Linked DNA regions of Mus musculus: regions 2 and 3 are each linked to region 1. The links are chromatin contacts, called in public HiChIP or PLAC-seq and promoter capture Hi-C maps. All regions are on one chromosome and are shown on one strand. The core of a region is the stretch at or near the end of the contact, and the rest is flanking DNA. Distances in the headings are between cores, read along the strand shown. Region 1 overlaps Camk2g (calcium/calmodulin-dependent protein kinase II gamma). Region 2 overlaps Vcl (vinculin). Region 3 overlaps Vcl (vinculin).

Evidence for each region. HiChIP or PLAC-seq counts read pairs in DNA pulled down with a chosen protein or histone mark. Capture Hi-C pulls out chosen DNA fragments and counts their contacts.
Region 2: a contact with region 1 is called in a promoter capture Hi-C map of adipose tissue. The contact joins two enhancer-like sites. A contact is called at or near these places in 1 of 39 promoter capture datasets (neutrophils), 2 of 115 datasets of contacts at active chromatin or transcription factors (embryonic forebrain and embryonic hindbrain) and 2 of 9 other capture datasets (adipose tissue and liver).
Region 3: a contact with region 1 is called in a FOXA1 HiChIP or PLAC-seq map of pancreatic cancer cells. The contact joins two enhancer-like sites. A contact is called at or near these places in 1 of 484 Hi-C or Micro-C datasets (nephron progenitors), 1 of 115 datasets of contacts at active chromatin or transcription factors (pancreatic cancer cells) and 3 of 9 other capture datasets (adipose tissue, embryonic stem cells and liver).

Annotation. Positions count from the first base shown.
Region 1 is chr14:20,763,906-20,767,402 of GRCm38.p6, forward strand. Camk2g (calcium/calmodulin-dependent protein kinase II gamma) reads right to left here. Exons shown (of 21, transcript NM_001360186.1): 6 at 2,248-2,320; 7 at 2,007-2,109; 8 at 1,491-1,574; 9 at 956-1,050; 10 at 241-363. Among named protein-coding and RNA genes, the nearest start is that of Camk2g, 28 kb to the right of the region's middle. Within about 2 kb of position 1,841, at least 132 of the 459 cell types and tissues checked have an H3K27ac peak or open chromatin away from gene starts, as enhancers often do. A contact at or near this core is called in adipose tissue and pancreatic cancer cells, where this site is marked.
Region 2 is chr14:20,943,429-20,947,032 of GRCm38.p6, forward strand. All of the region lies in intron 1 of Vcl (vinculin), which reads left to right. Among named protein-coding and RNA genes, the nearest start is that of Vcl, 16 kb to the left of the region's middle. Within about 2 kb of position 2,138, at least 7 of the 459 cell types and tissues checked have an H3K27ac peak or open chromatin away from gene starts, as enhancers often do. A contact at or near this core is called in adipose tissue, where this site is marked.
Region 3 is chr14:20,972,703-20,976,566 of GRCm38.p6, forward strand. The region is part of intron 2 of Vcl (vinculin); the gene reads left to right. Among named protein-coding and RNA genes, the nearest start is that of Vcl, 45 kb to the left of the region's middle. Within about 2 kb of position 1,344, at least 58 of the 459 cell types and tissues checked have an H3K27ac peak or open chromatin away from gene starts, as enhancers often do. A contact at or near this core is called in pancreatic cancer cells, where this site is marked.

The DNA.
Region 1 (3,497 bases), core at 591-3,090:
CACCATTAACTACCTCTTCCAATCCAGCAACAGACCCAAACCACAGCCTCACAACAAGCGCGAGAGACAAGTGAAGACCTATGAGCACTTTTTAACTCCCAAGTCCCCCTGATGACATTTCCTGACCCTGGCCTCCACTCACACCTCCCCAGCCCTCCTCCTGAATCCTCCTTAGAGAAGTTCAAGGAGTGCCCCAGGGCTGCCACACCCAATCTCCAAGGCCTGGGAAAAGACACTTACACAGACCCATGGGTGCTTGAGAGCCTGGTCGGCCGTGATGCGCTTTGCAGGGTTTATGGTCAGCATCTGGTTGATCAAGTTCTTAGCTTCAGGAGTGACTGTGTCCCATTCTGGTGATGGGAACTGAGGAGCGGGAACAGGGAAAAGGGAGACAGGAAATTTGTGAGCCTTCTACCCTGAAATGTAACCCGACTTCATTCCAGCTCTTACAACTGAGATACTTTGTGGTACCCAAGAGTGGGTATGCTGTGCCAACTCAAAGAAGACAGAATGATAAGTGTAAGGGTGTCCATGTATCATGTCGGTGAAGGAAGGGAACTGACATTTTCTGCTTCACCTTTCTCTTTTTACTAAGGAGAAAACAGGTTTTGCAATGTGCCCAAGGTTCCAAAACAGTGGAGAAGCCTCTAAAATTCTCCCTCTGTAATATAACATGCCACGTAGTTTCCCCATTCTTTGTGGAAACAGACCAAAGAGCTTCATTGAGTTCCTTAATTTTATAGCTAACAGGAGCATTTAAAAAAAAAAAACAAAACCTGTTCCCTGTATATAAGGTGGCAAGAATTGAGTCCTGTATGCCCATCCTTGGGTCCTCAAAGTCCCCTGATGCCCTGTTATCAAGTGACAATATCACTACTCCCTTGGACAGACCCTTAGGGGCAGGGACTCTGTCCTTCCAGGAGTGACTGCTCAGCTCTCAGAACCCCATCCTTACATCGTAGGCTCCAGCTTTGATCTGCTGATACAGCTTGTGCTGATCCTCATCCCAGAAGGGAGGGTAGCCCACCAGGAGGATATACAGGATGACCCCTGCGAGACAGAACACACAGGTCACTGGGGTCACTCACCTACCCCTGAGGAACCAAGAAAGGCCATGCAGGGCTCAGAACCACCCAGAAGGGCAAGGCTGGGCCAGAGTTAAAGGTGGACGCCAGTAGATAATGCCATCCCTCCTGTTGTGCCTCACTCCTTACGGCACCAAGCCATGTCAGAGACTTCTTTAGTCTATCCTCTAAGGTGTGGACGAGCCCTTCTCCAAGAAGGATACAATATAATACAGGAAGTCACTTGGGAAGTAAGCATGACAGGAACAGCTCTCCCAAGGGAAGGAGAACAAACAACACCATGATTTCACATACAGCAGGCACCGTGGAACCCAGAAGGGATGGGTGTAATGCCTCTTTTTCTTGTCATCACAGGAAGCCAAGGGCCCAGAACACCAAAGAGCCGAGGGTATGGAATGGGCTTACCGCAGGCCCAGATGTCCACAGGTTTTCCATAGGGATCTTTCCTCAAGACCTCAGGGGACAAGTAACCTGGGGTGCCGGCAAAACCTGTAGCAGAAGAGAGGGCAGAGCCAAACTGAACCCGCTTTCTCTCCCAGTAAGGCCACATCTGTAATTCCCTCCAAAGCCCTCCTAATGCTGGTTGCTTTTACTATATAAGCTTTGACTCAGTACCGAGGCCGCAAAAGATGACAGGCTGGGCTACGTGCAGTGCCTGGAATCTAAATCAGAGGGCAAGTACTTGTGCCTACCAGGAACTCAAACACCTCCCCAGAGGCAATAAGAATGCAGTGCTGACAGCAGCCAGACCCACTGTAATGAGTCATGAGGGCGAGGAGGGACCTGGGGGGGCACCCTCCTCCACTTTCTGAAAAGGCCAGGACCATTAAAGGCCTGACTTCTAGTTCTGAAAGAGGAAGGCAGACCAGGAAAAGGAGGAAGGGTGGAGGCTGCATTCTCGGAAGACAGGGTCACCCTTACCAAACCAAGCCTGCTGCTCTCCCTGTACTTCGATGGCCAGGCCAAAATCAGCTAGCTTGACCGCAGCACCCTTGCATTTACTCGCCAGCAGCAAGTTCTCAGGCTGCAGAAGGAACAAAGAGAACCTTATGAGGGAGGCATCCACCCTGGAGCCCAAAGGGAGCCTACTTTGGGCTCACAGCGCCACTATCTAGCACCAGGGGGCGCCAACGAGTCACAAGTAGTCAGCCCGGTTGAGTACCTTCAGATCCCGGTGGACGATGTCATGCTGGTGGATGTGGTTAACACTCTCCAGGATCTGATGTATACAGTGGCTGAAAGGACAGCACAAGCGATGTCAGTGCAGGGCTAAACCACCTCACCGACGACTGCCTGTGCGGACTACACTCACCGAAATACAAGCTAGAACCCTGGGCTTTAAATGTTATCTAGCTCAACCTATTTTGCTTTTATTTTTTAATTGAAAAATAACTACTGACTTCTGAGGGACAATGGGAGATTCTGCTACAAGCACATCACCATATACCTCACCTCAAATGCTTATTCTTTCTAGTGAGAACATTAAAAATCCTTTTTTTTTTTTGTACGTTTTAAAACCTTGCCAGGTGTAGGTGGCGCACACCTTTAATCCCAGCACTCAGGAGACAAAGGCAGGCGGATTTCTGAGTTCGAGGCCAGCCTGGTTTACAGAGTGAGTTCCAGAACAGCCAGGGCTACATAAAGAAACCTGGTCTTGAAAAAGCTAAACCAAACCAAACCAAACCAAACCAAACCAAACCAAACCACCAACATTACTAACTCGAATCACCTGCTGTGCTTAACTACAATGCAGGAATCCATCCCCCTATCTGACCACCACCTCTCTTTCCTCACCTACACCCACCTACTCTGGCTTCTGCTAACCACTATTCCTCTTTCCCTCACGAGGGCATCCTTTTTAGATTCCACATGTAAGTAAGATCATGTGGTATTTGTCTTCCTGTGCCTGGCTTGTCTCACTGAACATAACGTCATCCAGGCTCACCTATCCTGTCATAAGTGATAGAATTTCCCGGCCTTTTTAAGGCTCAGTAGTATACACTACTCTTTTTTTAATCCATTCATCTGCTAATGGACATTCAGGTTGTTTCCATATCTTGGTTATTGTGAATAATGCTGCAATGAACGTGGGTGTACAGACATTTAACATCCTGATTTTAATTTCATTGGGTATTTACCCAGTAGTGGGATTGCTGGATCATATGGTACTTCTATTTTTAGTTTTTCTGAGAAACATCCATACTGTTTTCCAAAAATGGCTATACTAATTACAATACCAACAGTATATAAAGGTTCCTTTTTCTTCCTTCCTTCCTCCCTTCCTTCCTTTCCTTTTCCTGTTTTGAAGTCTTCCTGCTATGTAGCATAAGCTGGCCTGTAACCTTTTGTGACCCAGGCTGGCCTTGAATTCATGATCCTCCTGCCTCAGCTTCAGGACCACTGGGATTATAG
Region 2 (3,604 bases), core at 888-3,387, 180 kb after region 1:
ATACATATACACAGACATACATAAGTAAGAATAAAAAATACAATCTGATTAAGAAACAACTGAAGGGTAGCCAGGCCACCCAGTGAAGTAACCTGGGGTCAGCGCTGTGGGCAGAGCTGAGGTATTGCATCTATGAACAGTAGAACACATCAGTTTAGTATGGTGGATACTGTGATTACCTACAGACTGAAGTAGCTTCATAGTTCTTATTTAAAAAGGGACAATCTTCTTCAAAGGCCCTATCAATTGAAAGAGTAACAGACTTCAAATGTGACTCAGGAGACAGCAACTGCCTGTTTGGAAGTTATATACATTATTTCTAGTCTCTTTTATGGTTTTTCTAGACTTAAAAGTCATAGCAGTAACTTCAAAGTCTTTTAAAAATATTTATATTATTTTATGTATATGAGTGTTTTGCCATATGATGGTGTACCACCTGTGTGTCTGGTGCCTGTGAAGGCCTGAAGAGGGTGTGGAATCCCCATGGTGAGCTGCCATGTGAGTTCTGGGAGCCAAACCTAGGACCTTTGCAAGAGTAATTAAATGCTTCATTTTTGACTCTTATTCCTTAATCATACTTTAAATACCAATACTGATAACATTGTTTTAATCAGAAGCATTTCGAAGTACGGAGACCTCTAGGGTTTACTACTATATTTGTAAAATCTGCAATGTCAGAATTATATTTTATCTTGAGAGTGTAGAAGTCTTTGGTTCTCTCCACGGCCTGCCTCTCTCTCTCTCTCTCTCTCTCTCTCTCTCTCTCTCTCTCTCTCTCTCTCTCTCTCTTTCTCTCTCTCCCTCTCTCTCCCTCCCTCCCCCCCTCTCTCTGTGTGTGTGTTCTTATGATAGCCAATGGTTCATATGATTTCTTCAACCATCCTCCACTTTATTTTTGGAGACATGATCTTTCCTTGGATATGGAACTTTTGGATTCAGTTAAAATGGCTGGCCAGCAACTTCCAGAGATCCTCTGGTATGCACTTCCCCAACTCTGGGGTTACAGGTGTGGGCTGCCATACCCAGCTTTTTTTAAAAAATGTGGGTCCTGAGATCCTAACTCAGGTTTTCATGCTTCTGTGGCAACTCCTTTGCTGAGTGAGCTTTCTGAGTCATCATCTCAGCCCTGTATTTGGTTCTTAATTTTTTTATTCAGTTGTGGTAAAATGTGCTAAATATTTTACAATTTTTACATATACAGTTTTGTGGTATAACATACATTTATATTGTATGTTATAATATTTATATCATATGTTACATTATATATTATATTAATTATATTAATATAAATGTATATTATATTATACATTTATATTGTATGTTATAATATTTATATCATATGTTACATTATATATATTATATTAATTATATTAATATAAATGTATATTATATCATACATTTATATTGTATGTTATAATATTTATATTGTATGTTATAATGTATATAATATACATTATATTGTTGAGAAACCACATATCTTTTTCCTAGCTATTGGCATATACCATTATTTTTTGTCTTAGTGAATTTGACTTTTGCTACCTTTGGAATTATGCAGTATCGTCTTTTTAATTTTTGCAGTGCTGTAGATTGAATCCAAAGCTTTATATGCATCCTAGGCAAGCATTCTACCTACAGGACTGCATCCTGAGCCCCACAATGTTTATGCTTTAGTGACTGTTGTCTTCAGGGCTCTTTTTGGCAAGTGTTAGAATTTTTTCATTTTGAAGACTGAATTATATTTTGTTGTTAATATATAATACTTATATTTAAATAATTTAAACTACATTGTGTGGGTGTGTGTGCACACAAGCATGTATGCCTTCATGCATGTGGAGATCAGAGGACATTTTTGTAATGTCAAATCTCTCTCTACCATGTGATTCTCAGGCCATCAAGCTTGGTGGCATGCACCTTTACCCCACGGAACTATCTGATTGGGCTACCATATTTAGCTTCATTGCTCATCTCTTGATAGATTTTGGGTTGCATATGTCTATGGATATTAAAAAGTAATGCTGCTGTTTCATCATAGTTTTAGTGCCTTAAGAAATTTGGACTCTGTTCCTGATGGGTATAAAGTTCTGGTGGACTCGGGCTGGGACTGTGAACTGGTCTCAGAGGCTAGAGAGTACACATGCAATCAAAAGTAGGCCAAAGGCTGTTTTGGGGAATGTGGTGGGAAGACAAGAAGGGAAGTTTGTTTAACTTTATGGAGGCTATTTTTGAAATATGAGGGAATTAGCCTGAGAAAATGGGGAAATCTATTGCAAGAGAACATAGAGAAGAGTGTAAATGTATAGTTAGGAGTAGGGAAGGGTTAACAATGAGACTACTAAGGCAGATCAGGTCTGCTAGGGAAGGAACTTTTTTGCCATATACACTAGTCATAAAGAAAGAAAAGAAAAGCTGATTTATGAATACATCAAACAGTCATTTAATTTAAAACGTAAAAGGTGAAAGGATTAGGGTCGAAAGGACCTTCTCATCCTGGGTTCCCTCTGTCCTCTTAGGAAAGCAAGACCATAGGAAACAGTGTTTTAGGAGTGCTTGGAGAGAGTTTAGGTACATGTCAGAAATATAGTCTCCTTGTCATACTGTCTTAGTCCAACTTTTCCACCGTCATATTTTATAGAATACTTATTAGTACTTAGAACTCTATGAGTTTGAGGCCAGCCTAGTCTAGGTCAAGTTCCAGGACAAGGAGGGCCGGCCGTATAAAAAGATACTTGTCTTACAAAAAAAAAAAAAAAAAAGAAAAAGAAAAGATAGTCCAGTGTTTTCCCCACCTTTTAGTACTCCCACTGCCTGGATTACACTTCCTGTCTTGTTAGGATGAGCTCAGCATACATACTGCTCTATGAAGTTATTCATCTGCTTGGTGTGTCTGCAAGACTTGGCTCTGGTTCTTATTAAACCATCTTACAAGTTAGAACTCCTTGTGTTCCTGTGTATCTGTCTTTCCTTCTGACGTCTGGCATCCGGCTTTGAGCTCTAGAAGGAGTCTAGTACTCCTCATTGAGTGAGTGGGGTGTTGATACTTTAATTCAGCTGTTGTATTTGCAGCACTATTGAATTAGTTTGTTTGTTCTCTCTTTCCTTCCTTCCTTTGTTCTTTCCCCCTGCTCATCATCAGAGCAAGAAGATATATATAATATATATATGTATATATACACACATATGTACATATACATGTGTATACATATATACATATATATCTTTTTAAAAATTATTTATTATATTTAAGTACACTGTAGCTGTCTTCCAACACACCATAAGAGGGCATAGATCTCATTATGGATGGTTGTGAGCCATCATGTGGTTTCTGGGATTTGAACTCAGGACTTTTGGAAGAGCAGTCAGTGCTCTTAACTGCTGAGCCATCTCTCCAGCCCATATATCTTCTTATATATTGTGTGTGTACATAAGTATATATACATATATATACCTATATACACACATATATACACACACATACTTATACATCACATGTACATGTACACAAATAAAAATAAATTCTGACCCATACTAGCAGAGTGATTTAATACTTCCGAGGGCAATGATGTGTTGTTGTATATGTGCTAAATGTTATTTCCTAATTTGAGAT
Region 3 (3,864 bases), core at 94-2,593, 210 kb after region 1:
GGCTAGTCTTATGTCAACTTGACACAAAAACTAGTTACCTAAAAGGAGGGACATTAACTGAGAAAGTGCCTCCATAAGATCTGGCTGTAAGGCATTTTCTTAGTTAGTAATTGATGGGGGAGGTTCTAGTCTATTGTGGGTAGTACCTCCCTGGTCTGGTGATACTGGGTTCTATAAGAAAGCAGGCTGAGCAAGTCATGAGAGCAAGCCAAAAAGGAGGCACCCCTCCATGTCTTCTTCATCAACTCTTGCCTGTTCCTGTCCTGATTTCCTTCAGTAATGAGAAACAATGTGGACTTGTGAGCCAAATAAATCCTTTCCTCCAAAACTTACTACTGGTCATGGTTTTTGTCGCAGCAATAAAACCCTGACTAAGACACCATGTAATTCTGAGAATGCCAATGTAAAGATTCTGCTCATTTAAAATAAGCTCTCACATTTGAGGCAGAGTCTCATGCGGCCTAAGTTAACTTTGAGCTGCATATATAGCCAAAGCTGGCCTAAAATCCTGATCCCAAGATTGCAGGTGTACACCATCAGTAATAAACTCATTATATAGATAAAAAGACCAATCCTTGACAAACCAACTCACCCAAGATCACCCTGTTACTTTCTTATTGCAGATTTCATGGTTTCTGAAGGTATGTTCATTTTATAGTCAGGTTCTCCAGAAAGAAGTGTGACTCTCGGACAGTAATGACTTGTTTTGCTTTGAGAGACAGTTTCACTATGTAGACCAAGCTGACTTCTTTAAATTTAAATTCACCTGTCTCTGGCTCCTGAGATGAGGGATTAAAGTTGTGTACTATTTTTAGAAGATAACAGTTTATTCTTTTCCTAAGTGTTTCAAAAAGGAGAAAAGTACAGATGTAATCTGTGATATATTTCACTGTCTTAATAATTCTTGTTTATTTGTTATGTTTCTATGTATGTGGTTTATGGTCTATGTGAGGGTGCAGGCATGTGCTTGCCCTAATGTGGCTGTGAGGTCGGAGGATAACTTCCAGGACTTGGTTTTCTCTGCTATTGAGGCTGGGTTACCTTTTGTTTCTGTCCTGTTGCTGTTCTTGTGAGCTTTGGTGATTCTTCTGATAGATGTAAGCTGCACCTCATCTAGCTCTTGTGGGTTCCAAGGATATTAACTCAGGCTGCCAGACTTGCACAGCAAGTCCTGTACTACACTAAGCCATCCCCTTGGCTCCTTTGTCTTAAAATGTGCCAACTGTAAAGAATGAAAGTACTAAGCTTTTACAGATTCAGGGATCACACATACTATTGACTAAGTGACTCATCCCATAGGTATATAGAGACTGTTGACTGCCACAGGTTTTTCCTGGACAAACAGGCCTGGGAAGATGACTCACTGCAGAAAGTACCTGCTGTGTAAGCATGAGGGTGTGAGTTTGGATCCCTAGCACCTGCAGAAAAGGTTGGGTATATCACTATACCCAGTGATATGTACCTGTAACCCCAACATTGGGGGCCAGGGGGTAGGGTGGAGTCTGGAGAGTCCTGGTGGTTTACCCACTGGGTAGCCAGTCTAGTTGAATTTGATTGAGGAAGACACTCAATGAGTTAAGACTTTACTATGTGCACATGAATACACACACACACACACACACACACACACACACACACACACTCTCTCTCTCTCTCTCTCTCATCCCCCCATACAAACATACACTTACACATGCGCTTACTCACTCTCGCACACACACATGCACACACATACGAATAAGTTAAACAGGACGAAAGGCAGATAGAAACACTATTCCTTTATTACCCTGACTTTTCCAATATAGTTCAAATCTCAAATGAATAAATGCATTATTAAAGTGTAAAGATTATATGTTGCTTTTCCTTAAATTGTTTCAGATTTTTATTGTTCTTCCCAGAGTAGAGCCAAGGAACCCATGAAACAGCTCTATTTCTTAAATTCCATGTGTGGACTGCTTGTTATTTAATCCACTTCATTTTGTTCACGAGGCAGCAGAGGCTCAGAAGCTCAGTAACTTGTTGAAAGTAACTGAGCCCAGGGATGGCAGAAGATCCTAACCCAAGACTGTCTGACTGCAAGGCCTGTGCTAAGTCACACTCTCCCTCTCCTTTGTGAGAATGCTGGCTGATAGTAGGCTAGTTTCTTCAAGGCATCCATGAATGATAATAGAGGTAAAACTATCTAGAGGGGAGGAGGTTTGCTGATGGTCCACTCCTGCCACAGACTCTCTCTCTCTTTTTTTTTAAAATTACTTTCTTAAATAAACTCAGCTACTTTAAAAACATTATGATAGTCGTTTCTTTCCTCCAGTCTATATTTCTGCTCATGGTAAGATTTTATTTATATTTATATTTATTTATATTTCTGCTCATGGTAAGACTTACTTGTTGTGCTGGAGATCAGACCCAGGGTCTTAAGGTTTTAGACAGTTATCTTCAGCTGAATTATACACACACACACACACACACACACACACACACACACACACAAATAGCTTGTATTTGTTTAATGTTTTTTTTCAGTATCCATTGAGACAATCACACAGTTTTTTCCTTTATTGTATTATGGTAACCAGTAGTCCACTACATGAATGTACATTTTCTGATAATGAACCATGCTTGCATTTTTTTTTGGTGGATAAATTGTATTTGGTTATGATTTTAAAAAGCATTAACAGGGAGTTGGGACACACTTAGGGGGTTGAAAGCTGGACGATTGCTAGTTTGAGGCCATCCTGAGCTACAAAGGCTGCGTGGGCTGCATAGCAAGATCTTCTTGCCCAACCAAACAGCAGTGCTGAGTTGGGTTAGGATGGTGTGCCCCACCCCATTTTTAAGACTGAATCTCACCGTATGGTCCTGACTGACCTCAGATTCCCTCTCCCCTTCCTCCTGCTACAGTTGTCTGAGTGCTGGGGTTACAGCTGTAAGCCGTCATACCAGATTTAATTATCTGACATTTAATGTTTTTGTTATATGTATTTCATTGTGTGTGTATGTTTATGGAGGTCAGAAGTTAGATAGACCCTGCAAGAATCATTTCTTCCCTTTCCACCAAGTGGGTTCTAAGATTGGTGGCAAGCACCTATCAATTGAGCCATCTCTGTCCCTAAGTAGCTAAAATATTAAAAGGTTTTTGCTTCTTTGTTCATGAAGAACCTTGTTGAATAATTTTCTTGTTCTGTTCTTGAACAAGTTTATATCAAGGTTATTTAATTTTCATAAAATAGGTTCTTTTCCTGGTCTTTAAAATGGTTACCTAAGGTAAAGATTATTTACTGTTGAAAGTTTGACAAAATGTCTAAAGCTCTCTGTGTCCACTGGCTGCAGCAGTCTTGATTACTCATGGTTACTTATTACTATTACCTTTTCTTTTTGTGGTACCAGGGTCCAACTCATAGCTGTTCTTACTGCTTGTGTGTAGGAACTGTTGGTTTATGATTGAAATATGTTAAAATTTTCTATGCTAATTTTCTACTTAGTTTTAGGTATAAGCTTTATATATTTCTAAATGATACTGTTAAGCTGGTTTTAAAGTTTGTGGTTCTCCTAGATTCTAAATTCTGTTGGTGATGTGCTCTTTAGTACCTGTTTTTTAGTTAATGCTATGATGTCAGCCATGTAGCTCCAGACTTTGTTCTTTTTTTAAAGTCCACATGACAGTTAATGGTAGCTGCTTTATTTTTTTAAAGGGAAAGTATTCCCTCACTGTATTTGCCCCATTTTACTTTGTGTTTAGGCAATTTAAGCTTCTACATCATTGATTACATTATGATGTAGAATAGTGACTATCAACTTTTTTCCACAGGACCTTCAAGTAATAATAACAGTGAGACTTTAACTATTAGTCAATTAAAAGAATATATT